Regions from separate parts of the Mus musculus genome. Here all the other regions are linked to region 7. The links are chromatin contacts, called in public Hi-C and promoter capture Hi-C maps. All regions are on one chromosome and are shown on one strand. Each heading gives the region's core, a stretch centred on a gene start, on an enhancer-like site or on the middle of the called end of the contact. The rest is flanking DNA. Distances are from core to core; before and after follow the strand shown.

Region 1 (2,921 bases), core at 410-2,909, 1.9 Mb after region 7:
TTGCAAGAAAGTCTGGTCAAAACTGTCACTATTTAGGGCAGTTCCACCCACCCATCCATCTACCCATCCACCCACCCATCCATCCATCCATCCACCCACCCATCTACCCACCCACCCATCCACCCACCCATCTACCCACTCACCCATCCACCCACCCACCTACCCACTCACCCATCCACCCACCCATCCACCCACCCATCTACCCACTCACCCATCCACCCACCCATCTACCCATCCATCCATCCATTCACTGATCCCACCTCCTCTACTAATCAGGTTCACTTTCACCCCACACCTACCACCAAGGGTGGGTGACAAAACACCCAAAAGAGTTGTCCACATGCTACCAGTCTGAAGGAAATCGCCACGGCAAGGTGGCAGGGAAGGCCTGTGGATTTAAGGGTTTGCCTTCTGAAGAGGTGACACAGCACAGGTGACGCTGCGCACTGGGCCTGGGCCTTGGCTCCCGCGTGGGATGTGTGCACCTGTCACAAGTGTGCAGATGCGTGTGTTCATACTGTTGCAGGTAGCACCCCTCACCAGCACCCAGACTTCCCTGGCCTCCCTCACCCACATCCCCCTACCTCAGGCGACTCCAGACCGGAACCCAGCGTCCAAGCAGCCTCTCTGGTTACCCGCTCCAGCTGCGAGCCACCAGCAGCAGAGTAGAGGTGACACCCGATCAGGTTGGGGTGGGGGAGCGGGGGACGGATGAGCCAAGGGAGGAGACAAGCTGCTGTTAGCCAGCTTGCTCAGATGGGCAGCCCCAAGGACGGCCTCTCCCACCTCCTTGTGTGCTCCTGCCTCCTCGAAGCCTTTCTTGGGGTCTCCACGGGGATCAGGAGGCTTCGGTTGTTATATGCTGCCATTGACCCATCACATGGCTCCTGTGTCTGTTGATTACCAACAGGCAGAATGGTCAGATAGTGCCTCCCATCTCTAGATGGCCACGGAAGCAGGGCTCTTCACCTCTCTCCTTGCATCTCTGGGCACCTCTGGGTAACACGTGGAACTCGCCCAGTTCTGTGGACCTAACCCTATGCTCTGTGATATTCCGGGAGGTGCACTCCAGAAACTAACCCAGGAAATGTTGGCAGGGGGCCCAGAGGTCTTTCCTCTGCCCAAGAACCCCAGTTTTCCATTCATTCTCTCCTGTAGCCAGAGTCAGGCAGACCCTGGATGACAGTCACAAAGGTTAGGGTATCATGTAGCCTAGCGTGGCTTCGAACTTTCTGTCCCCTCCTGCCAGTGCTATAAGCACTCCGGGCAGGGCTCTACACACTGAGAACTGTGGATTTTTGTTTTGCTTTGTTTGGTTTCATTTCTGGGTTTTGCTGATGTTGTCTCTTTTGAAACAGGGAGTTGGTCTGGGACTCGCAATCCCCCTGCCTCGACTCCTGTGAGTGGCCTCATCACTTTTCTGGCTCTGGTCGCGGATCCCAGGACTGGGGAATCCACTAAGTCAGAGAGGTAGTCTCGGCCAGCACTGAAGACTAAGCTTGCTGCATCAGGAGGGCGCATGCGCTCTGGAAAGAATGCTGTTTTTCACCTCCACGTACCCACCCCACCCTCAGGCACGTATCTAGGGAAGGCGGCTACTCTTTCCCGACCGTCCCTTCACCACTTCCGGCGGAAGCGGCCTCAACAAGGGAAACTTTATTGTTCCCGTGCGGCAGCGCCGGCGACGATGTCGGTGAATTATGCAGCAGGGTTGTCGCCTTACGCGGATAAGGGCAAGTGCGGGCTGCCCGAGGTGAGAGCTGCAGTGTTCGAGTCACCGAATGACCCCAGACGGGGAGCGGCCGGGCGAAGCGGGGCATTGTGGGAACAGCATGAAACATAGAGTCTAGACAATGGGAGGGACTTCCCTGGAAGGAGGGGGCGGGAAGTGACACCCACTGCTCAGGCTGGGTGACACGGAGGAACCTGGGTCAGGGAAGGAGTGAGGGGCTAATGGGAACGAGACCAAATCGTCAGGTCAGGGAGTGGACGTCTTAATTGTCAGGGAAAACCTGGAGCTGTGGGAAGATCTGCAGGGCCGGAAGCTGGCACCCTTTCCTGGGGGCATCCCTGTACCCCACTCTGTACTCCTCCCTGAATCTGGGCCAGATGGATCCTGAGTGTGGGGCTGTCAGTCTTTGTTGTTTCTGAAGGGGTGTAGTAGGGTGGAGGGTTCTCTCTTTGTAGCCCAGGCTGGCCCCGAACTCACAGGAATCTTCCTGCCTCTGCCTCCCGAGTACTGGTGTTAAAGGCCTGCGACACCATGCCCTGCCTGCCTCATGTTAACGGAGCCCCTAGACAAGTAGAGCTGCATCTTGATTTAGGGGAGAGAGGTGGGTTATCTAAAGTCCAGGATGGGGGATGACGTCAGTGGGGAGGTCACGTGGGCCACAACCAGACCAGGACAAAGGAGTGGCTGCCTGCAGGAACAGCACTCTGGGAAGAGGGCTCGGCATGTGCAAAGGCCCTGGGGTAGGACACAGCGATGTGTTAAGAGTGTGGCTGGAACTGAGGGATGTTGAGAAGGGGCAGACAGAGCATTGACCCACAGGAGGCCTGCCACTTGGGAGGTCACGTGTTGCCTCCTCCTGCCCTCTGACCCTACAGATCTTCGACCCACCAGAGGAGCTGGAACGCAAGGTGTGGGAGCTGGCCCGGCTAATGTGGCAGTCCTCCAGCGTGGTTTTCCACACGGGCGCCGGCATCAGCACCGCCTCTGGCATCCCCGACTTCAGGTCGGTGAACAATGAGGGGAAACTGAGGCAGGGCTCTTGCTGATACACCTCTAGGGACTAAGGTGAGGTGGCAGAAGGACCTTTCAGTTTTCCTATGTCTCTGAAAGGCCCAGCAAAAACTCCACTTGCCCAAGGATCAGAGCATGCCCACATAATGTAGTAGCTGCAAGGCATGCTGGGAAATGT
Region 2 (2,700 bases), core at 109-2,608, 1.9 Mb after region 7:
CTCGGCTGCGTGCCTCTCGCTCTTCATAAACAATGCCTCACGCTGCACCTGTGGCCCAAGCCCATGCGTGACTCTCGGGACATTTAGACCCCAAAGTGGCTTGGATCCTTCGGCTCTTCCCACCCTTCCATGCTGAACTGATACCATTCCACCTCAAGGAAGGTTCTGATTCCCACCCGACCCTGGTAACATCCCGGTCCTGCCAAGAGCCACTGGCTACTGGCTGTTTGTCCCTGGACAGCTGGTTAGGCCTCTTTGTGCCCTGGTGGCCTCATTTGTGGTGCAAGCCTGTGACCCAGATACTCGGGAAGCTGAGGCAGGAGGATCAGGAGTTCCAAAGCTACACTGTGACTTCAAGGCCAAAGCAAGAACGAAAACTGTCTCACACACACACACAATCCCTTCTAAGGAAGTTTGTTCGCTTTTTTTGTTTTGTTTTGTTGAGACAGGGCCTCACTGTGAAGCTATGGGCACACAATATAGTTGGCAAAAACAAAATTTTCAACTCAGATGGGACTCAGTGGGTAGAGAGCTGGCCCAACATGCACCTCTGTGTAAACAGGTCCTACTGATGCTACACCTATCATCCCTCTAATTGGGAGGTAGACGCTAAAGGATCAGGCTTTCAAAATCAGCCTCAACCACACAAGTCTCTGCTATAAAAACAAAACAAAACACACACACACACACACACACACACACACACACACACACACACAGACCAGGGGGCTCGGGAATGGCTCAGGGTAAAGGTGCTTGCAGCTAAGCCTAATAGCCTTGGTTGGTGCTCAGGATCCACATGAGAAAGAGAGGACTGTGTCCCACAGGCTGCCATCTGACTTTCCCACCATGCCATGTGTGTGCACCACATAGAAAATAATAAATTAAAACTAAATAGAAATACTATGGGCTGGAGAAATAGCAAAGGGGGTTAGATCACTGCTCTTGCAGAAGACCAGGGTTCAGTTCCCAACACCCACGCGGTGGCTCATGTCTGTAACTCCAACATCCAGTAAATCGGACGCCCTCTTCTGGCCTCCGGAGTACTGCGTATATGTGATAGACATTCACGCAGACGCCCAGGCCCACGCGGAAATCCTCTGAAAGGACAGCCTGGCGCAGGCGCTCACCTGGAAGACCTCTGCGCTAGTCTTCTCGTGCCTGCGCGCCAGGTCCGCCAGCTGCGCCTGCAGCCGGGTCACGTGGTCGCGCAGGGCGCTCAGCGCGTGCTCGTGCTCGTCCGCAGGAACCGAGGCCCCGCGCATGCGCTCCAGCTCCTCGCGAGCGGCGTCCACGGTAGAGCTGAGTTCGGCGACCCGAGCCTCGGAGGCAGCTAGCGCTTGGCGCAACTCGGCGGCCTCTGTGCGTGCGCGCTCGCCGGTAGCCGTGGCCGTGGCCAGCAATTCCCGAAGCGCCTCTAGCTCGCGGCTCCGCCCCCGCGCCGCCTCCTCAGCCTCTGCAAAACGGCCCCGAGCAGCCTCTAACTCGGCCGCAGCCTCCCGCTCCCTTCTGCGTAGCGCCTCCTCCAGACCGCGGATCCGGGTCTCCAGCTCGGCCTGCAGCGCCGCCGCCGCCGCCCCCGGGTGCAGGATCGCAGCGCAAGGGTCCTCCGTGCCGCTGGTCTCGGCTTCCGTAGTCTCTGTCACAGTGGCCTGTGCCCCCGTGGGCTCCATAGCTGTGTCCTGCGCTCCGGTGCAGTCTGCCTCCGTGGCCTGCCAGCAATCGGCCTGCGCTCCTGTGGCCACCTGGGTGGTGTCCTTGACTCCTATAGCTTCTATCGCTGTGGTCTGCACTCCTGTGACCTTCACTCCTATGACCTCCGCCACTGTGGCCTGCACTCCAGTGGTCTTCACTGCCTTAGCCTCTAATCCTGTGGCCTGAATTCCTGTATCCCGCACTCCGATGGCCTCCATGTTTCTAATCACTGTACCTGTGAGCCCTGCCTGTGCCAACACATCCACCTCATCAGCTTTCATTCCTGGATTCTCTTTTCCTCCTGTATCTTCGGCAGCCACTGGCTCACTTTCGGCATTGTCACCTAGAGCTTTCACATTTAGGGCCTCAGCCATAGTAGCACTAGTGTCCATTTCCTTGGCTGCCAGTCTGTCTTTCCCCGTGGCCTCTGAACCTGCAGCCTCGGGTTCTATGGGTGCTGCTTCTGAAACCCCTGCTTCAGTATTCCAGACACCCTTGGAGCCTCCTGCTTGGAGTTCCATTCCATTTGCTTTGGTTTCTGCATATGTGGTGCCGTTGAGGTCTGGGACGCTGGGTCCATTCTGGATAGTGATTCCCTTATCCTTGATTTCCTGGTATGCTGTCTCTTCTCCTTCTTGAGCCCTGGGTGGCTCCCCCTCCTGCTGCTGCTGCTGCGAATGCATGGCCTCTGTGTATTGCCTCCGAAGCTGCTCAAGCTCTGCCCGTAAGGATTCATACAAGACCAGGGGGACGACCTCGGCCTGACTTTCTTCTGCCATCTGCGCCTCATCCTTTTCAAACTCCTCAAGGATCTGGGGGTGGGGAGGCAGGCAGGCTAAGAGGTGGGCTCACCATGTTCCCTGCCCACCCCGAGGTCTGCAGAGATGTCCACTGCCTCAGTTTCCCCACCTGGACCTTTTCCAGCAGCTCCTGGTTCTGCCTGGTGAGCTGAGCCACCTGCTCCTGTAGGGAAGCAACTATTTCCTCTGCTGATGGACTCTGGTT
Region 3 (2,700 bases), core at 179-2,678, 1.0 Mb before region 7:
TACTGGTCCTCATCGAGTCTTTGCCCGCCTCGGAGAGCTAGACAAAAGCCAACAAGCCAGCCACTGTCTAAAAGGCAGATGCCCGTGCTCCACGTGTCATTACAGCATTGGGAAGGATTTCTAAGCACTTTTTATCCTGGAAAGCGTTGCCCCCGCCCCCCCCCCATCCCTGATGCCTAGTTTAACACCTGTGCTGCACACCCGGGGGGTAAGGCGCCCTTCAGCCCTGGGTCACTTCAAGTGGAGCAATGTATGAAATCCATGGGGGTAGGAAAAAGGCAGAGTAGACGGGGCGGGGTGGAGGTGGAGGTGGGATGGGGACTCCTAGCCCAGGAACCAGTGTAAGAACTGGTTGAAATTATCAGTTGGGAGGTAGGTTAACTAAGAGCTGAGAGCTGAACACCACCTTGTGCTGAGCAGCCCACTAAGGACAAAGACAAGTTGCCTGGTTTCTTTACCGTTAAGGTACCAAGACAACGATGAAAGAGGGAGGTTCCATTCTCACTGGAACCACTCAAGTGTTTCTACTCTGCTTGTAACGGTAGTTTAACAAACCCTTCTTTGTTGACTGGATTCTTGTGTTTAAACACATGATTTGGGCTTCTTGTGGTTGGGGGAGGACAGAACCTACAGTCCTGTAAAGTGCTCTACCACAGAACTACAGTCCCAGTCTAATAAACGCATTTTAGAAGTAAACATTGCGAAATCGCTCATTTAATGGAAGTTTTTCCTCTTGTACTAACGTAAACACATAACTGTGTCATCCACGTGCCACCGAATCTCGTTGCTATGTTTTGTGGCGCCACCCAAAGCAAGGCAAAGCAAGGGTCTGAGAAGGCAAGGGTCTGACCCAGATGTGACCTGAGCTGGCCTCCTGGACAGTCAAGTCCAACGGAAGTCCCAGGAGTCCTGCCCGCTCGCCCACGTTCTCTGCTCGCCCCTCCCTCTAGCAGCACCACGTTTCCTGTCAAAACAAACGTTTGGGGGAGGGGACTGCCGGGACAGAACCCAGCTCTCGAGAAACCCAGCAACAAGACCCAAACATAGGGCCGAGGCCCAGCCGGGCCCCACCGCGGCTCAGTCCCACTCCTCCAGGGACGAGGGATTGGGGACCTGACCGCACGGGGAGCCCAGAGCGTCTCGCGCCGTTGAGCACAGTCGCTGGCACGCACCCAAAGGGATGTCATCACGACCAAGCGGCCCCGGCAGAGCCTGGGCCACCACTGCCACCGTGCCCCACTTCAAGCCTTGACTCCGAGGTCAAATGTCCCGAACTCGGAGGGCACAAGGAGCCCTCCCGCTGCCATAAGGAGACGCGGTCCCCTCAGATCCCACGGCCCCTCCCCTGGGATGGGTACGCACCCCCGGATCCCGCGTAGAGACTCGAGGAAAGCTAGGTGGCGGGGGTCGCGGGGCTCTGCGTATCCCCCCTCAACCAGCGTCGCAGACAAGGGGAGACTCAGCAGTCTGTCAACTCTGGAGCCCCCCCGCAGCCCCACGCGGTATTTAAAGGGCCCAGAGGTACTCCCTGGGCGCGACCATTCGGGAAGGAACTGGAGGGGGACTATAGCACCGCGGCGCCAGAATCCAGGGCAGGGTTCTGGCGAAGATCCCTAAATTCTTGAAGAGTCTGTCTACAAAAACCATAGCTTTCTCACGTTTCTATCGTGAAGGCTGAAGAAGGCTCAGACAGAAAGCCATTTGCACACGAGAAATGTGTGCTCCCTATATTCAGTGGTGGTACGGTCCGGACCGCCAGGGGCGGGGAGAGGAGTGAACACGGAATTGGGGCAGCCTACGGCCGGGAGCGCCTGGGCTGCTGTAGGGCCTAAAGCGTTCGGAGGCGGGGCCTGGCTGTGTAAGGGCGGGGCCTAAGTGCAGCGGGTGACGCCCCCAATCCTGTTTCTTTCAGTTTACCAGGTAGGATGAAATGGACTAACTCCAACCGAACGGACAGACTTCTGGTGTCCGCTCGCGGCAGTAATATAAAAACACTACATGCCCACCTTCACAATGGCCACACACACCGGGCCAAGCGAGTCAACAACATTCCAAACAGGCTGTCCCACGCACATCAGCGTCCAACCGCGTCATCCACACGTGTCAACATGTTCTTGTAAACACGGGTCCTGATTTGCCCCTTGAATTGGACGATTGGTTTCTGGGAGCCACACCTACCTAAGCTCTCCGAAGGCTTCGCCTGTGCACAAAGATAAAGTGTCTTACTTCTTCTAAGGGTTCTTTGGCGGCGCTTATCTTGGGGAGAGTTTTCAACCAGGCTTAATGTAAATAAGTGCTGGGAGGGGCTCTTGTGTGGTCAGGCTTACTAAGCATAACTTCTCGTGAGCTTGCTTCTGGGCATAAAGAAACAGAACCACTATTTTGCCAGGTACAAGTTGGTATTACTTGTGGGTAGCGTCATACAAAAAAAATAAATGAACTTTATATAAGCTGAAATATTCCTGTTTAGGACTAAAATCATATCGGATTGTGGAGGCAAATTGTCTACTATCATTCTAGAAAGAAGAAAACCAAAAGCAGACAATAGTTTAAAGCAAGATAGAAATACAATTGTACAGCATGGACTGGTCTGAGGTTATAACCAAGTCCCTAACATTTGCCTACCCAAGAGATCTTCTTGTTCAGTGGGATAAGAATGGAACTAAAGCACTCTTAGAAGCTCACTGTTAGCTACTGAAC
Region 4 (2,709 bases), core at 175-2,674, 1.6 Mb before region 7:
TGTTAGTGTGATAGCCCTTGAGCGGCAACAACTAGAAGTTTTAAGCACTAACCAATAGCAGATACAAATACCCACAATGTTTCCTTTTGGATTAGTAGCGTTCACAAGATACAAAAGACACAATCAAGTAAGATTTCGCTTCCTAGTCTAGGTGTTTCTAACTCTTCCCAGCAGCCCTAGCTCCCCCTCATTGATCCACCTTTAGGCACAAGCAAGTCTTTTTTTTTTTCCCCTGAGCAGAGCAGTGACGTGGCAGGAGAGGCAGAAAATGACCCTAGAGGCTGGTGCTGGCTTGGACACCTCCTTCCTCCGCCCCTTCGTTGTCCATCCAGCACACCCTAGTTCCTGCGGAATTCCAATATAAGACGGGCTTAAGAGAGACGATCCAACTTGATCCCGAGTGGCAGCTCCGGGGCTAGACTAGATGCTGCTTGTGCATGGCAGGCTCGGTTTTGGATTGAGCTTGGGGTCGGCAGTGACTGCACTGGCGGCTGCTCCAGGACTCCTTCCCCCCTGCTCCCCAGTCACTCCTTGACACTGCCAGCGCCCCTCTTCATTCCCACACCTGCGGGCTTAGAACAGGCGTGGGAGTGGAGTTCCCGATTTAGGAAGAGCAGCGGGAATCTCCGCTTGGAGCCAAGCCCTGTGTACTTGAACCCACCGGGACCGTTTATCAACAGGTCAGAAGTTAAGTGGGGCAAGGAAGCTGGGCTCCTCCTCGGATGCCCCATCTCCTCCTCCGCACCAGCCTGACACTCAAGGCAAGAGGTCAGACCCAGGCTTCCAGAGCGACTCCCTTCAACTGCAGACACCGCGTCCACAAACTCGTGGACCCACTGGGGTAACCCCATACCTCCGTACGCCCCCCAACGACTCCCGCCCATCCCCCTCCCGTTCAGTGTCCCCCCGCAAAGGGCCAGGCTGGAGCGGCCAGGCCCCGGGGTCGTGCAGGTGAGGTGCAGATGAGGCTAACGGGAAAGGGCCCGGAGTGCGGCCACTCAGGCCGACGACACCCTCCCGCCCCCGCCCCAGCCATGGGACACACTCACTCACCGCGGGGTCGAGGCCGGGAGCTGCGGCCGGGCGGAGGGAGCGGTGGCACGGAGAACAGCAGAAGCGGCCGGGGCAGCAGAGGCCCTGATGCGGCCCGGGAGTGGCTTACGCGACCTAGATGCTCTTCTCCGGCTCAGAAGTCGGAAGACTCTCGGTGCGAGGTCGGTGCGAGGCGGCGGCGGCGGCAGCGGCGGCTTCTGGCTGCGGACGTGGCGCCTGACGCGACCCGCCCCCTCCGCAGCCTCCGGAGCTCCCGCCTCCTCCCGCGCCTCGGGTTCCGACGCGCACGCGCACTCGCGCCCCCGGCCCTCCGCCCCCCCACCTCCCGCGCCCACCGGTCGCTCGGCGCGCGCAGCCCTCCCAGCAGCCCCCGGCCAGCCTGCGCGCGCGCCTCATCCGGAGGGTCTCCCCGCCCCCTCCGCCCCGGCCACCCAATCAGAGCAGGCGAGGGGGCGCTGCCCCGGCGAGGCGCGCGCCTCCGGCCTCGCCCGAGTCTTCGGCCACTCTCCGGGCTCGAGGGAACTAACGGTTATGGGGGTTTAGAACTTCTCCCCTGAGGAGGGCGGCATGCTCGCCGGTGTCTCCCTCTCCTTCGCCCAGGGGCTTCAACCTTTAGCTGCTGCCCTAAGGGAGTGACGGGCAGGGCCTCTGTCAGTCGCTCTCCCCAGGGCGCTCTGCGAGCCTGTGTCACCGAGTGATAGGGTGAGGCGAGGCCTTGCTAATTTGTGTGGGGTTTTTGTTGTTGTTGTTGGTCCACCTGGAGTCCTTGAGCGTAAACATGTCAGGTTCGCCCTCATCACACAGCGGATGCCCAAGGCCTTTCAGGGGGCCTTGAATTTTGGTAGCGAAAGAAGGTTGGTTCATCGATGTGAGAATTGAACTGGAGAGGGAGGAAAACTGTCACTTCCTAACTAGGGCTTCGTCAGGGCCCCTCCACGTTCTTGCCAGCCTTGGGGGGAGGGGGGATCCCTGGTGGGGTCCTGTAAAGTATTGAGCAGCCTAAGAAGATGCTGTCTGGGAAGTCCTCTGGGTTCAGCGTTGCCTCTGCTTCAGATGGGAAACAGGACAGTGAGCTTCCAAGGGGGCTTGTGATAGCTGCCTAGGAAGGCTGTGAGGAGGAAGCAGAGACGTGACGAAATGGCTACCTGACTAGATAATTGCTATTAGCTTTTCCTTGACTCTCAACATCTTTAAGATAAAAATGACAATAAGTCCACCCTACACTTTTGGGAAAGATAAGAAGAGAGACTGTGGGTGTAAGGGGGCTTTACTGAGAAATTATACCAAAACGTGAGATTTTTTTTCTTTTCACGACCTAGTTATCAAGTGGAAACATACACAGGACAGGGGACCTCAATTTTTAAATGAAAGTAATCAGCGTGGTGTAACTGGATAGCAAGTGTTTATCAAGTCTCAGAAAAGGGATGCTAACAGCAACAACAAAAAATCCTGAGAGGGAGCTAACCTTGGTTCAGTTCTTAAATAGAATGAACTAGAGCTTAACCGTTATCAAATCGATGAATTAAGTCCATTCAGATCACTGTGCTGAAATTATGATAATCTTGTTTTACAGAACTAAAAGAGAATGATGATTAGGAGAGTTTGAACTGTGGTATTAACTGAGTACCAATCTTTTATTGTCATAGACTCCTGAAT
Region 5 (3,020 bases), core at 507-3,006, 1.4 Mb before region 7:
ACACCTACGCATTAAATGAGTTTCTCCTAAATTAGGCAGATATGATCAACACTAAAGCCTATCAGGTGAAGGGGCTAAGACATGACTAGAGTACAGTCCGTGCATTCTACCTAAGAATGTATCACAGCAAAAAAAAGGCACTAGACTTAGAGTTGGAGAGCTAGACTCAACTCTCAGTCTTATTTTTCATTGGGTATGTGACTTTGGGAAGACATTATTATCCTGAGTGTTACTCTCTGTGAAATGAGGAATATCCTCCTCACTGTCCTCACTAGATTGCTGGGAAGATTAAGTGGGTATGAAGGTTCTTTTAAAACAAGAAGTATGTCTCTTCTGGAGGTATTTTCTACTAAGCGCAGAAATGGGCATACAGGCAGTTCACTGATACAAAATATATGAGAGCGGAGTAGTAGGCACAGAAGAGAAGGTCCACAGGGGCATACAGCCATGTTTCTTTCAGAGAGGGCTGATAAATAGGCAGGGGAAAGGAACAGTAAGGTACCTGTTAGGTATATGGTGTAACTTGGTGATGGATGGGTCTTCAGAGAAGAGAGTCATACAAGTCTCCCAAACAGCCTAAAGGTGTTAGGTAGGCTACTTATTAAAGCAAACATGAGAAACTGCTGAAAGGAAAAGGAAGATCTAATGGTACTTGGAGAGAGAGCTCCTCCAGAGATGAAAGTGGTATTAATAATAAGATACCGATCACTGTAGCAAAAGACCAGTGAATGGATAGTTTGAAAACCTAGGTGGGAAGGCTCTGGCTCCCAGGAATGACCTTGGGCTAGTTACTTAGCCCATCTGGAGGCTCCATTGCAAAACACAGATAATACCTCACAGGATTGCTGTCAAGATTAAATGAGATAATGAACAGAAAAGCTGTTAATGCGATACAAATAACAGGTATTATTAGGAGTTGGATTTTCTACCCACTTGCAACATATGTCCATGACCTTGGGGCGTGATTTCAGTTCTTTGCACCTCGGTTTCCTCATCTATGAAATGGGAAGGTTGATACCATCTACTTTATAAGCACTTGGAGGATATCAAAGGAGATCACATAAAAGACATCAATGCCTGGTAAACCATACAATGGTACAGGTACACAAAGACCTGCCATCGTTGCTGATATGTTTTGTGCATGACAAGGGCCGTGTTTATGCAGAGAAGCATGTATTTTCACACTATACAGGTGAGAAAGCCTCGCATGCATTTTATGCATCCAGGAACGGGGCACTGGGCAGCCGCGCATCTACAGATTCTGGGGGTGTGCCTTGCACGTTTAGGAAGAAGACCACAGGACAGGCTGCTGGGCCAGAAATCGGAGTGGGCATTATAGTGGAGGCAATGGGTAGATGCAGGATGAACGAGTGGGAAAGGCTGGGGGCACAAACACGCATGCCCAAGCCGGAAACGTTTTCGGGGGAGAGCAATGCGCATCCCCGGAATGAGGGGGATGGGGAGGATGCGAAGTGCAAGCCCCGAAGGCGGCCCGGGGGGAGGGGGGACAAGACAGCGAACGCCCGGGGCCAGAGTTCTTTACCTTGTCGCTGTAATCCCTCAGGACCCGCTCGATAGCCCCCGCCTCGCCGGCCCGGACGATGTAGAGGGCGCGCTCTTCATCCATGGCCGCAGGTGCGGGGGAGCCGCAGCCGCTGTGCGCGCCCCAGCCGCTGCCTCCCAGGTAAACGCCTCGCGCCCCCGCTACCTCGCTCCTTCCCAGCTTCCTTCCTTCCCTCCTTCCCTCCCTCCCTCCAGCCTCCAACCCGCCAGCCTCCGCCCGGGCAGGCCCTACGTCACCGCCCCTCAACTTTCACCCCGCGACGTCACCGCTCCCCCAGCAACCGGCGCCCGGAGGCCTCCCCTGACAAGGCCCGGGGCTTGGTGGAGGCCTGAGGAGCCACCAGAGACTGAGTCAGGCCCAGGCCCTGCCTACTCCCCTAGGTCTGCCAGCCTTGGGGAAGAGTTGGGCTTCGCAGCGGGCTTCCACGAGCAGAACTGTCTCTCCTAACACTCTATGAATCATTCCCCCATAGCGGACGAGAACTGGCGGGCTGTTCCCCGCCCATCTGCGAGCCTACCGCTTCTACACTACAATTCCCGACATGCAATGGGCTCATCCCACGCTGTCATCTGAGTTATTAGTGAACTGAATAGCATGCCGGAATTGGTAGTCATCCAGTGCAAAAGACTTCCCTCTTTCCAGAGGGCATGCTGGAAAATGTAGTTCCCTAAAGGCCGGAAACCAGAATCCTGCGACCGCTGGAGGCCAGAGGCGGAGGGACCCTTCGTTGGTGGGAGGGTCTAAACTGGGGTTTAACTGGGTTTTTTGTTTTTGGGTTTTTTTTTTTTTTTTTTTGGTTTTTATTTTTTTCTTTTTTCTGACCTGCACTTAGACGCGGCTGGTTGGACTTACTGACGATGGCGAAACGGCCGACCCTTGGTAGTGGCTGTCAGCGCCAGGTTGAGTTCCCTCTATGCTCAGTTAGCGGTTTCCGTCTCTGGAATGCTCACCCTCCTCACCCGGTTGCAGTCCTGTTATGCACTAGGCTACAGCAACATGGGAAATTGAACACAGTTCTTTGTGGAACCCTAAGGAATCACAACAGATAAAGAAATTTGGAGAGATCTATATATCTATATAGATATTATTTGGAGATAGATTATTAGATTATGTATATATAATTTTATATTATATGTATGTATATGTGTGTGTGTGTGTATGTACATATATACATATATATTTTATTTCTATTTTCCAGATGAAGAAATTGAAGCTCAGAATTAATGAGGCATACCTGGGATTTGAACCCAGGGAAATTAGCTCTGCACTTAGTAATTGAGAAAGTTGAGATTTGAATCCAGGTCGTTCCCAAAGATGTAAATATCACACAACCAGAGTATCCATGGAGTCAGTGGTGATGGAGGCACATATTCTCCAAGTGTTAGTTCTGTGCCAGCCACTTACATTTCATCTGGGTTCACTCAACATCTCAAAAAATTAAATATTTGAGAATTTG
Region 6 (2,702 bases), core at 72-2,571, 1.1 Mb before region 7:
AGTCCCTGAGACAGTGAGGTTGTGATCCTACCACCTCTACATACCAAATGCTGAGATTAAAGTCGTGGGCCCCTACACCCTGTCATAGCAGGAATCAACCACGGGTGCTCTGGAAGAGCAACCAGTAGTCCTCAATCCCTGAGCCGCCCCTGGGTCCTAAGTCACTGATCAGGTCGCTCCCAATTAAACCCTTCAATGGTGCTTTACTATTCCCAGGGAGAAAGTCTAACACCTTCTAAGAGTTAACACATTTCAGAATCAGGAAGGCATCTTTTACTGCCCTCTTCCCCTAGCTCCACTAGATTTATTTGTTCCCCTGAAACAACTGATGGTGTGTCTGGGGTCATGTACAACCTGTTCCTCTGCCTGAATTTCTTCCTCGACCATCTTCAGTCCTAGATGTCCCTATTCTGTGCCAAAGATGTCAAGGTTCAGTGAGAATTTATATACCTTCTCAGGAAACAAAATCATGTCAATAACTGCACTTCCTTAGGCAGTTCACCGTGAAGCAATTATCCTTTAACTTTTAAGAATCTGATGAAAGCTATAGGGGCCCCTAAGAAAATACAAGATCAAAAATGGGGGACGAAGGGATAGTCAAGGTACTTAAACTAAACCTGCAGTCCAAAGAAACTGTGGAGTAAAAGGAAAATGATGACAAGGGTGAGATTCCCATTTACTTTTAGCACCAAAGCCGGCTATGGGACCTCAAGAACATTGCCTACGTTCTCAGGATCTCTGTGTCCTTCCAGGTGAGATCGGCAAGAAGATATTGGTTCCTGAGAGAATACACAAGGACCAATTCTTGCCAGTGCACACTTAAATTAGAAAAGCTTTACCCGAGAGCCATTCGCTAAGCTTCTAAACGTAGGACGCTACTGAGAGATCTGTACTTGCTGCTACAAACGCTCAAGAACCACACCTGGTAAAAGCTCACACACCCGGAGCTCCGAGCATGTGCAGAAGTTCTGAGCATGCGTAGAAGCCCAGGGACCCGCCCTCGTCATCCTGAAAACTCTCCCGGCAACGCCTCCTTAGTCGTCTCCAACCTCTTCCGCTGCCTGCGCTCACGGCACTTACCTCCACAGTCGGGATCGGCGCAGTCAGCTGCTCCGGAGTCAGGCTCCCGAACTCCTCGGCTAGAACATCCATTCCATTCACGGTAGAGGAAGAAGTCGGCAGAATGTTCACATCCGCCCGTGCGGCTCCAAGCAAGTAGCACGCGGAGAGTGGTGTGCGTTCTCCTCCGGTGTCCCCGTGGCGCTTGTTTACGGGGAGGCGTTTCAAAAGGTTCCGCCTGGTCAGGGCCTAACCTGCGGAGGAACCCGGAAGTGACCGAGCCGGATGTGGAAAACTACACCCACTGGTGTACTTCCGAGGTCTCGCCGGGCTAATCCTAGCCTCTTGACAGGCTCATTTCCAGTATCCCCAGAATGATTGAATACGGCAAAGTATAGTAGTTCTAACTGTATAACTAATCTGAAAAATGACTCGATAATACACATTAGTCACAACATGAACTTCTAAAGCAGAGATTTCAATTAACTCAGTCTAAACTGCTTGTATGTTGTGTAGTACAGAAGAGCAAAAGTCCTTGCTTAAATAATTGGTGGTACCTGCGTGTAATGAACAGGCATCAGCCGGGCGTGGTGGCGCACGCCTTTAATCCCAGCACTCGGGAGGCAGAGGCAGGCGGATTTCTGAGTTCGAGGCCAGCCTGGCCTACAAAGTGAGTTCCAGGACAGCCAGGGGGCAGTAAAAGATGCCTTCCTGATTCTGAAATGTGTTAACTCTTAGAAGGTGTTAGACTTTCTCCCTGGGAATAGTAAAGCACCATTGAAGGGTTTAAACGGGAGCGACCTGATCAGTGACTTAGGACCCAGGGGCGGCTCAGGGATTGAGGACTACTGGTTGCTCTTCCAGAGCACCTGGGGTTGATTCCTGCTATGACAGGGTGTAGGGGCCCACGACTTTAATCCCAGCATTTGGTATGTAGAGGTGGTAGGATCACAACCTCACTGTCTCAGGGAGTTTGAAGAATGAGGTCCAAGATCCTCTTAGGGAAAACCCAATAAATTATATTAGAATAGTTAATTAACGGTTTGGGGGAAAATATGTTTAAATCCTATGTCGATGAAATATACCTTAACAAAACACTAGAAGGAAACGTCAGAGGGACGGAGTTTGTTACCACTACACCGAATAAACGAAGGATTGCACATAATCCTCCCACGGCAGCACAGACACCTATAATCCCAGCATTTAGAAGCTAGAGGTAGGAGGGCATCCAGAAATTCAAGGGCATCCTTGGCTACCTAACAAGGTCGAGGCCAGCCTGGGCTACATGAAACCCTGTCTCCAAAGAAAAGGTAATGTATTAATAACATTGATTGGTGAAAGATTTCAAGGATGGCAACGGAGAAAGCATAAGAATTGCTAAAAGTTGTATTCCATTAATTTTTAAAAAATTAGATACACCTATAAAAAATCTCTATGAATAGTAAACACACAGTTGGTAGAAGACAAAAGGATTTGTCACTGAAATTGGAAATGAGTTCATGCAAGTCCAATGGTAAGAAAAATCCCATGGGAAGAAGAGGTAAAAGATGCCAACAGTTTTTAAATGAGTTTCAGTTTGGGAACATACAAAAATTGTGGAGATGGATGGTGTCACATGAGTGTGTACAATGCTCCTGGCCATT
Region 7 (2,853 bases), core at 125-2,624:
TCCTACTACTTTTTAAAGTTAGTAAACAACATTATGAGTTTCACCATGGCATTTTCATACATACATGGTTTTTATATTGTGTCCTCACCCACGTCCTGTTTCCACTCCTTTCCCCAGTCCTGAGCATCTAAAAAACTGATTATGTCTAAATAACTGATCATTCATTCCACTTAAAGCTGAAACCCAGTATACCTTCATTCCAACTTTGGTTAGATTAAACTAAAGTAGGGACCTCAGCGCACAATGGGGGGGGGGGGGGGGAGGAGAAGGGGTGGTTACTATCCTTCCATCTAGATTTTTCTTTATGCTGACTAAGACCAATATCTTAAGATCTGCCCAGCACCCTGAACATAGTTCAACTAGATGTAAAGGCAAAACACAGTTACATAGGAATCTGTACATGGTCTAGTATCTCTGTAAAATAATTCATAATGCAGCTGTACTTTATTTTTAAAGGCATTCCTACTTTTGGGAAAGGTATGCATTTAAAAATTTCTTGGGCAACTCGCCCCAATATATCTTCTATCACACAGAAAAAACAAACAAACAAACAAACAAACAAATCAACCTCCAGAGTGTCTCTAATTAGTTTGGGTTGTCCATTTATGCTGAAACAAACTATGAGGCTTTTGGGGTTGGAAGTGATTTTAAACATAAACTTGGACTTGACGTCATGAGGCAACTGCGAAGCAGATCTGATTTTTTAAAAAGTTAAAATAGATTTAAAAACCTTTTCAGCTATTTAAAAATCAATAAAGGGCCGAGAAGGAATAAGATATTCCTATGTTGGTTGATTTTTTTTTTAAGGCCAGAAAGAGCTGTTTTTAGCTGTCTCTGTGGTTCTAAGAACGTGAATCCAAACTTCAAAAGTTGGCTTGAGAAGCAAAGAAAAACAGGAAACCGAAACGGGAACCCAGACTCTTCTAGAACTGAAGGCTGAGCATCTGGGGCAAACCCTGGGACGGGATGGACAACCCGGGAGGATGGCCTCGCGCGGGGCTCCCCAGCGATGGCACCGCTGGCCCGTCACCGATTCCGGGAGGGACGCAGGGTGCGAGTGCACGGCCAGACGCGACCACACGGTCACGCAGAGCGCCCCAGTCCCACCCAGCGGGAGGGTCCCGAGAGGGCGGCTGCGCAGCGCGGCGCCGCACCGCGCCGCCCTCCGTCCGCAGCGCCGCCCGGCCCGCCTCGCCCGATGCCGGGGCTTACTCTGAGAGCCGTCGTCCACGCGGTCGAAGTCCCAGTCGGGCGACAGAGTGTCCACGGCCATCGCCGCGGAACCTCCCACAGACACAGCCCCGAGCAGCCACAGCCGCGACGCGGGCCTCACCCCAGCCGCTGTCACGGCACGTGACTTCCGGCTTCGGCCCCGCCCCCGCACGCCAGAGCCAGTGGACTCTCGGCCCTGCGGACCGCGGGAGCCGCTGGGAAAGCGAGTCGACCGCCTGCTCCCGGCGCGGCCGCCATAGTGATGGCTGCCGTTGGCATCCTGCATCCTTTCCTGGTCTCGCTGCCGTTCACGACTGTTCTCAGGGCACATTCCGTTCCTCGAGGCTCTTTTTTTTTTATATCCTAGGGGATTACTCCCTCAGTCTAACCTGGAAAGAATGGAAATAACCGGGTGGGGCCCAACGCAAGACCCGGTCCTTCACCTGGACACTGCCCGAGCCCTTGGACCAAGATGCCTGTCTCACCAGCTCCCTTTCTGTCTTTACCCTCGCGATTCCTTGATCCCCTTGCACTTCCTGTGCAGATTATTTGTTGAGAAAAGACCTGTGTGTGTAAAAAAGTAATGACTTTAAGAACGCCACCAAGCAATCTCACTACTGGGTTTGCTTTACATAGATCACTATTCTTTCTTTCCTTGCTTTTAAGAAGGTGGGGTGGGAACTGTGTTACCCTGAGTTCTACATCTATCCTAACGTTTACACAAAACGCTTTCTATCAGGGCAGTTTTTAGTATGTACTTCTACGAAGCAGTCTAAATAGCATCAAAAAAAAAATCATAATGTAAAATTTAAGACATCCATACTCTGAACTCCTAGAAAGCTACAAAATGAAATAGGTCTCAAATGGCATTAAAGAAAAAAAAGAAAAAAAAAAAAAGGAGAGGAGTCGATTTTAGAACAATGCATATTTGCTGTAACATCTACAATCGACGTAAACGTTTATTTATGCTCATGTGTTTGCAAATGCATAGGAAGAATTCAAATCTCATTAAAGAAGACTGGATTACTTGAAAACGGGTAGGTGCTCATTAATACAAAGTGGCTCTTAAATTTTTCTTGTGTCTATTAGCTGAGTCTTTTTCAAGCAGAGTTTTAAAGTTATTTGCATTATATAAAGTACCACAAATCAATATAGAATGTTCTCTTGAAGAGCATGTTCTGAGATGCTAAGGTTTGGGCTTGGTTTTATTTTGAGACAAGATCTCATTATCGTAGCTGAGAGTCCCTGCTGCTCCTGGGCCTGTGACAAGGCTATGGAGGGAAACCTCTACAGATCTGAGCCACAAATGAACATCTTTACTTTGTAAAGTGCTTTCCTAAGTGCTGGGAATACAGGCATGTGTCACCATGCCTGGCATTGCAAAGAAATTAGAAAATGCTTTTTTTTTCTAACAAAAGTGTTTGTTACAGTGACAGCTGACAAACACATGTGGACTTAGTGTGTCTCTGGCTTCAGGGTGGCCTATTGGAATTTTCAGTTTCTGTAGCATGCAGTTCTGGCAGCCTTCTTTAGGTTCCATATGGTAGCTGTTGGCAGCTTCGGGCCCACATTATCACAAGACTAAATCTAGCCCACGAGAGAAAAAGAGCACGCTGAACTGATAACTCGAACAAAAGTCCC

What was found. Promoter capture Hi-C pulls out the DNA fragments that hold promoters and counts their contacts. A called contact is a pair of places that touch in the nucleus more often than the background predicts. Capture Hi-C pulls out chosen DNA fragments and counts their contacts.
Region 1: a contact with region 7 is called in a Hi-C map of B cells, with 8 read pairs. The contact joins the promoter of Sirt6 here to the promoter of Washc4 in region 7. A contact is called at or near these places in 2 of 39 promoter capture datasets (liver and pre-B cells), 1 of 484 Hi-C or Micro-C datasets (B cells) and 1 of 115 datasets of contacts at active chromatin or transcription factors (astrocytes).
Region 2: a Hi-C map of B cells shows a contact between it and region 7, with 5 read pairs. The contact joins the enhancer-like site here to the promoter of Washc4 in region 7. A contact is called at or near these places in 3 of 39 promoter capture datasets (embryonic stem cells, liver and pre-B cells), 1 of 484 Hi-C or Micro-C datasets (B cells) and 1 of 115 datasets of contacts at active chromatin or transcription factors (large pre-B cells).
Region 3: a contact with region 7 is called in a promoter capture Hi-C map of liver, with 7 times the contacts expected there. The contact joins the promoter of Tcp11l2 here to the promoter of Washc4 in region 7. A contact is called at or near these places in 2 of 39 promoter capture datasets (hippocampal neurons and liver), 2 of 484 Hi-C or Micro-C datasets (nephron progenitors and uterus), 1 of 115 datasets of contacts at active chromatin or transcription factors (fibro-adipogenic progenitors) and 1 of 9 other capture datasets (adipose tissue).
Region 4: a contact with region 7 is called in a promoter capture Hi-C map of adipose tissue, with 2.5 times the contacts expected there. The contact joins the promoter of Tmem263 here to the promoter of Washc4 in region 7. A contact is called at or near these places in 3 of 39 promoter capture datasets (hippocampal neurons, liver and pre-B cells), 1 of 115 datasets of contacts at active chromatin or transcription factors (astrocytes) and 1 of 9 other capture datasets (adipose tissue).
Region 5: a promoter capture Hi-C map of adipose tissue shows a contact between it and region 7. The contact joins the promoter of Ric8b here to the promoter of Washc4 in region 7. A contact is called at or near these places in 5 of 39 promoter capture datasets (cranial neural crest, frontonasal cranial neural crest, hippocampal neurons and 2 more), 1 of 484 Hi-C or Micro-C datasets (B cells) and 2 of 9 other capture datasets (adipose tissue and liver).
Region 6: a promoter capture Hi-C map of adipose tissue shows a contact between it and region 7, with 3 times the contacts expected there. The contact joins the promoter of Polr3b here to the promoter of Washc4 in region 7. A contact is called at or near these places in 6 of 39 promoter capture datasets (3T3-L1-derived adipocytes, embryonic stem cells, hippocampal neurons and 2 more), 1 of 484 Hi-C or Micro-C datasets (CD4 T cells) and 1 of 9 other capture datasets (adipose tissue).

Annotation. Positions count from the first base shown.
Region 1 is chr10:81,626,304-81,629,224 of GRCm38.p6, reverse strand. Sirt6 (sirtuin 6) reads left to right here and starts at 1,659. Exons shown (of 8, transcript NM_181586.4): 1 at 1,659-1,753; 2 at 2,608-2,735. The coding sequence starts at 1,688. It also overlaps a transcript of Ankrd24 not described here.
Region 2 is chr10:81,642,324-81,645,023 of GRCm38.p6, reverse strand. Ankrd24 (ankyrin repeat domain 24) reads right to left here. Exons shown (of 20, transcript NM_001374016.1): 16 at 2,605-2,700; 17 at 1,131-2,507. Among named protein-coding and RNA genes, the nearest start is that of Gm10778, 5.4 kb to the left of the region's middle. Within about 2 kb of position 1,358, at least 419 of the 459 cell types and tissues checked have an H3K27ac peak or open chromatin away from gene starts, as enhancers often do. A contact at or near this core is called in B cells, embryonic stem cells, liver and 1 more, where this site is marked.
Region 3 is chr10:84,575,675-84,578,374 of GRCm38.p6, reverse strand. It overlaps Tcp11l2 (t-complex 11 (mouse) like 2), which reads right to left and starts at 1,428. Exons shown (of 10, transcript NM_146008.2): 1 at 1,363-1,428.
Region 4 is chr10:85,101,342-85,104,050 of GRCm38.p6, reverse strand. Tmem263 (transmembrane protein 263) reads right to left here and starts at 1,424. Exons shown (of 3, transcript NM_001013028.2): 1 at 1,054-1,424. It overlaps Fhl4 (four and a half LIM domains 4), which reads left to right and starts at 1,556. Exons shown (of 2, transcript NM_010214.4): 1 at 1,556-1,755.
Region 5 is chr10:84,916,349-84,919,368 of GRCm38.p6, reverse strand. It overlaps Ric8b (RIC8 guanine nucleotide exchange factor B), which reads right to left and starts at 1,756. Exons shown (of 10, transcript NM_183172.2): 1 at 1,544-1,756. The coding sequence starts at 1,627.
Region 6 is chr10:84,620,917-84,623,618 of GRCm38.p6, reverse strand. Polr3b (polymerase (RNA) III (DNA directed) polypeptide B) reads right to left here and starts at 1,321. Exons shown (of 28, transcript NM_027423.2): 1 at 1,081-1,321. The coding sequence starts at 1,152. Gm17249 (a long non-coding RNA gene) reads left to right here and starts at 974. Exons shown (of 2, transcript XR_380645.4): 1 at 974-1,422; 2 at 2,161-2,702.
Region 7 is chr10:83,542,462-83,545,314 of GRCm38.p6, reverse strand. Washc4 (WASH complex subunit 4) reads right to left here and starts at 1,374. Exons shown (of 33, transcript NM_001033375.2): 1 at 1,213-1,374. The coding sequence starts at 1,273.